Linked DNA regions of Arachis hypogaea: region 1 is linked to region 2. A link is a contact called in public Hi-C data. All regions are on one chromosome and are shown on one strand. Each heading gives the region's core, a stretch centred on a gene start, on an enhancer-like site or on the middle of the called end of the contact. The rest is flanking DNA. Distances are from core to core; before and after follow the strand shown. Region 1 holds the start of LOC112786209. Region 2 has its middle 8.0 kb from the start of LOC140183175.

The links. Hi-C and Micro-C count contacts between places; a contact is called where the count stands out from the background.
Region 1: a Hi-C map of leaf shows a contact between it and region 2, with 2.3 times the contacts expected there. The contact joins the promoter of LOC112786209 here to the enhancer-like site in region 2. A contact is called at or near these places in 2 of 8 Hi-C or Micro-C datasets (both in leaf).

Annotation. Positions count from the first base shown.
Region 1 is chr20:117,500,260-117,505,553 of arahy.Tifrunner.gnm2.J5K5, forward strand. LOC112786209 reads left to right here and starts at 1,325. Exons shown (of 2, transcript XM_025829613.1): 1 at 1,325-1,424; 2 at 1,512-1,912. The coding sequence starts at 1,325. The coding sequence ends at 1,912.
Region 2 is chr20:117,426,245-117,431,128 of arahy.Tifrunner.gnm2.J5K5, forward strand. No RefSeq gene overlaps it. Among protein-coding and RNA genes, the nearest start is that of LOC140183175, 8.0 kb to the right of the region's middle. Within about 2 kb of position 3,022, at least 3 of the 3 cell types and tissues checked have open chromatin away from gene starts, as enhancers often do.

The DNA of each region.
Region 1 (5,294 bases), core at 75-2,574, 72 kb after region 2:
ATAAATGTAATAATTACTGAATTAAATATTTTTAAAAGTTATTATCAAAATCTGTCAGTCTCTCTTATCTCGTTTATATTATAAATGAGATAATTTTACATGTATTTCTTTACAGTGTAAACGAGATAAGACACGGGGATGTGATACATGTATATCTCGTTTACAGTATAAACGAGATACAGTGAGACAATTTTTTTAACAGCTATAAAAGGATGTGTAACCCTTGTCATTCTTCACATATATTTCATATCTTCTTTTGTCTCGTTTTTCTCACATAAAGAAGGCAGCAATGACCAGTAATAGTGTATACATAGTTGTGTGTGTTTACCCAATTGTCGTATGAGAAATGGAGACAATGGAGTAATATTTGAGTGTGAAAATCCGATACTGTTGCGCACTCAGCGTGTGAGTTCGTTGTCCGAGTTGAAGAGTTTGATATTGAGCGACTTTGGTGGCACAGAAACGAGGGAGATTAGAAGGCTGGGGTATAGGTTGTTGGCGCTGCCGGGTAATGAAGTTTTTCGGTTTCGACTATTTTGGCTTGTAGGGGACGAGCATGTGCGACTCATGTTCGACATCCATGGGAGAATCATGGTAAAACAAGTGATGGAGCTTTCCGCCGAGGTTGGAGATGTTGGTGGTGGTGGTTCTGTACACTCGACCTAGGTACAGACGACCGACCTCTCGCACCACCACCTATTCATGTCGTCATTCCAATGGAGGACATGGAGGTGGGTGAGGAAGACTTCGACGAAGAGTACGTTGCCGATAGTGATTCTTCTGAAAGGGGTGATGAGGAGGAGTTTGTACCGAAGACTCCCGCCGAGATAGCGGTGCGCTATGTTTTGTCTCCTCCCCCCTAACTTAGTTTCGGCGCTATCAGATGTACCAAGTCACTATCATACAATGGATCTTGACGCCATGCATGAGAGAACTCCATTTTCCAACACGGGAGAAGAGGATTACAACCTAGACGGTGGGATAGAGTTTCGAGTCGGCCACAGATTCAAATGCTGAGATGCAGTGATGCAGGGTGTGAAGAACTACAGTATTCGCAGGAGTGCTGAGTATCGGGTGGTCGAATCGGACCGATTAAAGTATCATGTGCAATGCCGTCAAGTTGAAAATGGCTGTCCATGGAGTCTTCGTGTTGCCCTTCGATAGAATCTCAGATACTGGTGAGTTCAAGTTTAATTGAGGTGTACTTACTCATTTATGGTTGCCATATATTAAGTAGTTTTGAACCATGGATGAAACATGGCTATTTTATTTCGTCAAGGAGGTCCGAAGGGTTGGTGGAGTGCACACTTGTTTAACACCCACCATGTCTCAGGACCATCTACAGTTGGATAGCAGTCTCATCTGCAAGGTCATCTTGCCGTTGATACAGTCCAACTCCTCTGTCAGCATCCTTGTCCTGCAAGGTGCGGTCCGATAGAGCTATCACTTCAAACTCTCCTACAGAAAGGTGTGGATGGTGAAGCAGAAGACAATTGCTTAGATCTACGGAGATTGGGAGGAGTCATACAACAAGGCATCGAAACTACTTCAAGCGTTGCAGAGTTGTTTCCCGGGAACTATTTATGAGCTATGGGCCGTACCGTACTATGATGTTCACCTTCTGGTCCACGACTGTAGCATGTTTGATAAAGTATTTTGGGCTTTTCCATCTTGTATTGAGGCTTTCAAGCATTGCAAGCCATTTGTTTCCGTCAATGGCACGCATCTGTATGGTAGATATGGTGGGGTGTTGCTTATTGCGGTGGCACAAGACAGCAACAACAATATCCTGCCTATTGCTTTTGTCATTGTGGAGTCCGAGAGTACCGAGTCATGGTCGTTCTTCCTTACTAATCTAAGACACTATGTCACCCCACAAGAAGGTCTACTGGTTATCTCTGATAGATCGTAGGCCATCAAGGGTGCACTCAGTGCCGATGATAGTAGTTGGCACATCTTCCTCGGGCGTTCAACGCTTACTGTATTAGACACATGGCCACGAACTTCATGACTCGTTTTAAGTCAGCCGAAGGCAAGAGATACCTTATAAATACCGCTTACAATCCAAGCAAGGCTGGGTATGAGTGGTACATGGATGCGTTAAGAGGAGTGTCCCTGGGGATGGCGAATTGGCCTGATCATTTCAACAAAGAGATATGGCTGCAACACTGTGACAATGGTCGGTGGTTTGGTCACATGAGAACAAATCTGTCGGAGTACATCAATACAGTTCTCAAGGGTACACGATACTTGCCAATTTCTGCCTTCGTGCGTATCACGTACGAACGTTTGCAGAAGTTGTTCATCACAAAGTGCAAGGAGGTGCAATCACAGCTAGCTGCTGGAAACCGCTTCTCCTAGAGGCTGATGGCAGCCATTGAAAAGAACAGAGAAGGCATCCCGAAGATGCGTGTTACTCATTGTGATAGCCTCTAATCAGTAACATGATGTAGCATCTAGCGTACTGTCGGAGGGTCTTTGGGTCGTCCATTAGGGGCATCTGGCAAACACAGTCCCGTAGCCATACAAACTTCAGTGTGAATGACTCCTTCCTCTGCGCCACCTGCTGTGGAGCCACCGGAGGTCTGGCACCCAATAGCTGCTCTACCAACTACCACATCTCCATCTGGTACCACCTACCGAAGTCACAGAAGCACCCCCAACAGGGTTTCCGTGTACGCGTAGTCCTAGGTGGTACGCATTGTTCTGAAGGGTGATAGTGACCTCACTCCACGAGAGATGAAACGTGTAGGTCTCCAGACGCCATCGCTCCACGAATGCCGTAATCAGGGAATTGTCGAATGTGAAATCCCTGAGAGGCACCGTGTTGCCGAATCCAGCCTCCCTCAAATACAGGACAATAGCGTCGGGTGGAGAAAGGGTATGACTCACTTGTTGGGGCAGTAGAAGGCGATGCCTCTGAAGAAAAAATATATATTCACAATTATCAATAAATAATTTTAAAACTTTTATTGGTTCTTTGAAGTTTAAGGGTCCTTATAATATCACTAAATTTTTAAATAGGTTTCTAATGTTTTTTATTATATTCTTACACTGTTTTTAGTTATAGTTAGATCTTTTTAGTATAAAAAATATTAAAGTTAAATAAATATTTTTTTATAAATTCAAAATATTTATAATTAAGAGTATAATTAGATATTTAGTTACACATTTTTGAGAAAAATATTATTTTGTTAGTTTTAATATATTTGATATAAAGAAAACATAATTATAAAAAGAATAGAGTTCCAAACTAATAATTATGTAGTAACAACCTAACACAAGTGAAATAAAATAGAGTTCCAAATTTTTACCAGTGACCTATTCCTAAGGATACAAGCTATATTTTAGTTCTTGGCGACTACCCTAACCATGGCCACATACACATATATATCTATATGGGATTGCATAAAATTCAACACAACAGAACTAACTGCAAAGTCAGCTGCCCCGGTGTAATGCGAGTCTCGTTCATCATGTTGATGTCTCTATCGTTACCAGCTGCGCGCGCCATCGTCGTATTTATCGGTAATATGGTCAGAAAGGGGTAAAAGAGAGGAGAAAGTGGTTGAAAAGTTCAAATTGAGGCCCAGTCAAATGCTGTTAACGAGTTATATTTATAGCCGTCACCCAGCCCTATCTCGTTTACACTGTAAACGAGATACGTGTAAAATTATCTCATTTACAGTGTAAACGAGATTGTAAACGAGATAAGAGAGGCTAACAAATTTCGGTAATAACTTTTAAAATTATTTAATTTAGTATTTATTACATTTATTTAATTTATTAAAATAAACAATCCGATGATAACATTACTTGAATTAGCAGGTATGTGACTCGTCTCTATCAGATTGAAATAGGTAATTATCCGATTCAGTGCGAGGTGAATTTTTAACAAGGCGTAATCTTAAGTGAGACAGAATTAGATTTAAAAAATATTCAATTTTATCAACCCAATATTATTATTATTATTATTATTATTATTATTATTATTATTATTATTATTATGTTGTTGTTGTTGTTGTTATTGTTGTTGTATTATTTTTATATTTTTAGTTTAATTTATGTTATGTATGTATCATGGTTATATAAATTTTAAATTTTAATTTTGTTTACTAAATTTTAACCTGCGTTTGTTTATAAGAACAGGATAAGATAAGAAATCGAAAACAAGACATAAAAGAAAGAGTCAAAGAATTTGGTGTTCTTGTATTTTGTGATCAGTGATCATTATACTCACTCAGATGATACTATTTTAGAGGTGCAAATTTTTTACAAGGTATTTATTGGAGATTTTATTTGTATACAATGTTCATTTTACATACAAAAGAGATAATTGTTCTTATTTCAAATCCATTATTATATTTTATTTTACATACAAAAAAAATGAATGTTCATTTTATATACAAAATGGATGGCTGTTCTTGTTGCAAATCCATTATTATATTTTAGTTTACAAACAAAAAAAAAACCGATGTTCATTCTATATGCAAAAGGGATGATTGTTCTTGTTGCAAATCCAATGAGAATTGGTTGGGCAACAATGGTGCTGATAGGGTTTTCAGGAGAGACAGTAATAGCAGATGATTAAAAATTTGAAAAGGTAATATAAAAGAGTTTTTTGTTACTTGATTGGGGTAAAATTTTTTTTATCTTCGATGGACCAAAAAATCAGCTGTTGTTCACGTTTGTTCAGATTTTTTGTTATCTATCTAGCGGAGTCGAAAAATTATAGATATTAAATTAAGTAAAATAATTTTGAATTATTATCTCTTGGAAAAAATTTAAAGCTAAACAATTGCACATTATTGTGCCTTTTATTCAAATACATACTTAAAGTTCGAAAAAAAAGAGTACTTTCTAATATTCTTTAATAGTTATAAATATAGATGGTAATGGATTTCTGTAGAGGCAGATTTTTGTTTAATAAAATGTCTCTTATTTCTCCTCCATCTTTATTATGGATCTCTGTTTATTTCACCTTGCGAGAGAAGCGGATACGCACAAGTATTTCGCGCGTATTCATAGATAATTGGATATTATTATTTTTTTTAAAAAAAATAAACACAACCATAATAAAATCTAATATATCAAATCAAATATAATTTAAATACAAATTTAACGTAATAACATACGCATAAAATTTTTAACATGTAAATTAAATAAAATAAATTAAAGTTATTTACATAACTTATATATATAACATTTAAGTAAATTTGTTTTCACGAATCCCCGTGGAATAGATATTTCAATCCCCACCTCTATCCCTACAAAGTAACACCCTTCATCCCTGA
Region 2 (4,884 bases), core at 1,772-4,271:
GGTCACTGATGTTTCCTTTCGATCCACCCTTTCCGAATCTATTGGGGTCATTCTGCAGTCAGTTGCTGGATGCCCGAAACAATTGCACTTGTCACAAATAAGGTGTAAGCATTCATACTCCACCTTATATTCAAACTCATCGACAATCACACTCCGGACCACCGGCAAACCAAGATTAATTTGCACGCAAGCCCGAGCAAATTTTCCTCTTTCTGCCAACTTAGTAGCCAGATCCACCTTGACTGGTCTTCCCACAGCAGAAGCGATTCTCATCATGGCTTTATCCTGATAGTACCATATGCTCAAACCAGAGATTCGAATCCAAACCATAGTCTCCCCGAAAGTGTCCTCACAAGGTTTAAAATCCGGTGTCCATGGCTTGACCGCAATATAGTGACCGAAGATCATCCATGGCCCCTAGTAAAACCTTCTCTCGATCGTCCATGCGATCAAATTTAACGAGGAAGTACCCAAAACCCACATCCAATATTTCATATCCACCGGTGATCCTCCATACCCCTTTTAATTTGTGAAACATGGCCGTGTAACTAAGGTTTTTTCCAAGAACCTTAATCACAATTGCTTCCTTGTATGGTTCAGAAAGGATGTTCCTAGCCTCTTCGGAGAAGCAAACTCTTGGAGGCATAGGATCTCCTTGTTTTTCAGTGACCACTGCCATGGAATCCTCATCTAGAGCTTCAGCCCGATTTATCCCTGTGGCTACCGTAGAACCAATAACCTTGTCACGGAACGAAATCTTGGAAGTCAGCCTGGAACTAAGGTCGCCCTTACTTGATCCCTCCTTCACACCTGATGCAAACCCTCCCACACTCTCCCCCTTATCTCTTTCGATGGCATGGCCATCTTCTTCACCGTGTTTCACCCTCAAACGCTCTCTCCCGCTCTCTCCTTCTCTCATTCTCTCTGAGTACGGAGTACGTACTCTTTCTCTGCTAGGGTTTAATTCTTGATTGGTAGACTGTGTATTGGTATTTGGTTTACAAGTACATATATATATACACTGGAGTACGAGAGTAATACATAACAAATTACATCAGGTATAATATGGCCTTCTAGCCACTAATAAGGTTTAATCATAGTATTGCAGTTGACATCAAATGGTGTTTAAGCTTTTTCAAAACCCTTCTGCTCATTACTATTTAATTTGTTGAACATTAATAATTTTTCTCATAAACGGTGGCAGCCTACAGGAGTTTATGAGTTTAAAAAACCCTTCATAAGCGGTGGCTGGCTATAGAGTTTTTTAGGTATATTTCGTTGCTTGCTAAACCGTTGTGACCTACCACGGTTTACTTTCAACACTTCTCCTTATTAAACCGTTGCAGACTACCACGATTTACATGTAAATAGGAAACCGTGGTTAACTTTCACAGATTACATAATAACAAAAAAAAAAAAGACATACAGATAAAAAAGTTCCAATTATTACAATCACGTAAAACTTTCTCTCCTTTTATTTATTTGAGTACATTGCCCTTAAAATGAGATGATTATTATAATGTCTAAGAAGTAGTAGTTAATTTGCTAAAAAAAATTTAAAACGTAATATAAAAATAAATAATTTTTAAATATTTAATATTTATTTTAAAAAATAAGTTCGTCCAATACCAAATTAAAAATTACCATAGAATTTGCCTTAAAACTATTATAATGACTAATGAAATTAGTTTGAATGAGTATAATTATAATATTTTCTTCAATTTCACAGGAGGAATAGCATTGTAATTTTCTCAGACCTTATGGCTCACATTATTTTCAGAACAATAAAATAACTGAACAATACTGTTATATTAATTTATCTATTAAAAAAAAAAAAGTTACTGCCAAGTCATACTCTCTTCTGTTTTCATTTTTTACATTTTTTACAGAAATAAAACTAAACCATGTCAGCCTCCATGTCAATAAAAAATTAAGATTAAAGTCAATGTTGATGAAATTGATAGACATGACTAAGTTTTTAGTTGGAAAAACTAAGATTATAACGACACAACAATTATTAAGATACAGATTTACGAAAATTAGTAAAGAAAATATATCCCTTTTTTTTAGGAAATTTCGGTTTTTAAATGGTCTAAAATATTCTCTATAAACTTAGAATTAATATTTAAATTGACTCTGAAATTTATTTTAATTTTTAAATAATTATTAAAATTTTAATTGTCTCAATTTAAATACTCTAATGTTATCGATCTCCTCAAATTATTTATATTAACATCTTAACATTAATCATATAAAATAAAATAATATTGTATTTGTTAGTAATACGCGGTATATTGATATAAATGATAGTATTATATGTCATAATACGATTTGTCGACATGTTTTTGGTATGTTATTATTTTAATGGATTTAAATTGGCTTATAATTTTTTACTCATGACTCAAATTAAAATTTTTTTATTTAGATTAAATAAATATATAAATTATAAAAATATATAAAATATAAAGTAATTACATAAATGTATAACGTTACATATTTCAGATGCTAAAAGGTGAATTGAAAAATAAGTATATTTCGGTGACTGAAATTCTGTGCTGTGACAGTTGTACCATCATAACACAAGGTGTCAAAATCTATAATGTTACGCATTTATGTAATTCCTTCCTCTTTTATGTGTTTCCGTAATTTATGTATTTATTTAACTTAAATAAAAAACTCCACAAATTGGCCTATAAATTTTTTTGAAAGATTAAAGTGATTCATGAGTGAAATTTAAAGAATCCATTTGAGTATTAGCTCGTAATAATCATAAGAACGTAGACGTATAGGCTTACTGTTTCTTCTTGAAAGGATTTTGGGCCTTGAAAGGATAACTTATCTCTATAAAAAGAAAAGAGGATTTGTGCAAGACAATGTCAAATATGGCTCATAGCTCATATCCGATTGTCTTTCTTTTCCAGTTTTTGGTATAATTTTTTGTTTATGGTCTATATTATGTCATATATCTTAAACTGATTATCACAGTTCGGATTTCAGTTTTAGGCCCATTAACCCAATATGTATCTGAGAACCATATTCAACTACCCTCCAAATTGAAAAGAAAGAAAAAACCATCTAGGGGGTAGGGGCCGGGTAGTACGTCCTCTTTTTTTTTTTTTTTAAATTAAAATAAAAAAAAAAAGTAGATGAGCGGATTGAGAAATACTTACATATTTGTAATTATACTTAATGAAAAATTTTAAAAATATTTTTAATATTGTTATAAATAAATAAGTAAATAATTAATTAATTACAAATATAATTTTATTTTATATATTTCACCAATACTGCCACCGGTGAGTAATTTACAAAGTTGTCTCTATGCTGGACAAAAAATTAGATGAATGATTTTATTTATATCGGACAAACAGTCCCAGGTTATATATAGGTGTATGTTATGGTGTCTATATATATTTGTCTAACTTACTACAAAGAGATAAAAATTAATATTTAAATTAAAAAATATAAAAATAAATAATTTTTTAATATTTAAAATTTATTATAAAAAATAATTTCGACAATTTCGGTACCAAAATTAAAGAGATAGGAGAATTCACCTTATATATATAGTTTCATCTATGCCACTGTATTTTTGTGGCATTTCAGTCTTTCATGACTTAGGACCAATCAGATATATTGTAAGAAATTTGAACGAGTGATATTAAGGAATAGGGTGTGGTTGTAAAACTGTACGGAAGGGGTGCACGGTGGACACGCGCGAGTTTGTCCGTATTGGAGATGTCTCTTGTGTCTTAAGAACTTGTTTGGGTGAGTTTTTAGAAAAAGATTTTTTTTGAGTTATCTTTTTTTAAAAGATCTCATAAAAAAGTAAAAGTAATTTTTATGTTTAGTATCTCATGTAAAAAATTCTTTTTATCTATTAATTATATTTGGATATAACAATATAAAAATACTTTTTTGTTTATTTATTACATGAAAAATATCTTTTTTTTAAGAAAAAAAATCTTTAAAAAAAAAGATGTAAATTACAGCTTCTCAAAAAAGATATTTTTTTTTCTAATACTTTTACTTTTACTATTAGAAATTTGCTAAACACGCTAAAAAATAAAAAATAAATTTTTTATTGAAATTTTTTTTATCAAAATAATGACGCCTAAACAAACACTGAGACTCCTAACATGCCAAGTATTTTCTTTGGTATCCTTTGTGTGGACGCTCCCTATTTTGTTTCTTTTTTTTTTTTTTTAATTTGTAAGATTGATTAAATTAAAGATCACCAATTAAGATAATAACATACTTAGCATCAAGTCCATGTTATTAATAATTTTACTGAGTAATTGTAACGCATCAAAACTCTCAATATACTTAACGAATGAAGTGTTGAATTAGCCTTCTAAAACTTTTCATAGAAATAATAGAAATTATGTGAACTCCATCTTGAATTGCTTGATTAAGTGCTTCAAGCACAACTTCAATTTCTTTAATGTTTCATGGCCTTCCTTGCCTTCAATGCTAATGAATTTTCCTCCAATAATTTTACCAAGACGCCCACAATGACAGCACCAGTGAAGAACCTCTCCTACTCCAACAACAGTGTAATGTGAGAGTGAATTTTCTCTGATAGAAAAAAAATTGACACTGTCCAGTCTTTGATTTCAAACCTTGATAAAATCAACGATCCTAATTATAATTATAGTTATGACTATTATTTTCTCAAATTTTACAAACTCTTCTTCTCTTCGATTTCATTCTCCACGAGCCCCATTTTCTTCTGGTGCACTAACAACAACAAGAAGAAGCTCTCTCTTCTCAAATTCTTCAAACCCTTCTTCTTCTCTTTAATTTCACACTCTACTCGTCCTATTCTTTTCCCCAACAGTAACAACAAGAAGAAGAACTTTCATTTCTCGTCTTCTTTCTCCT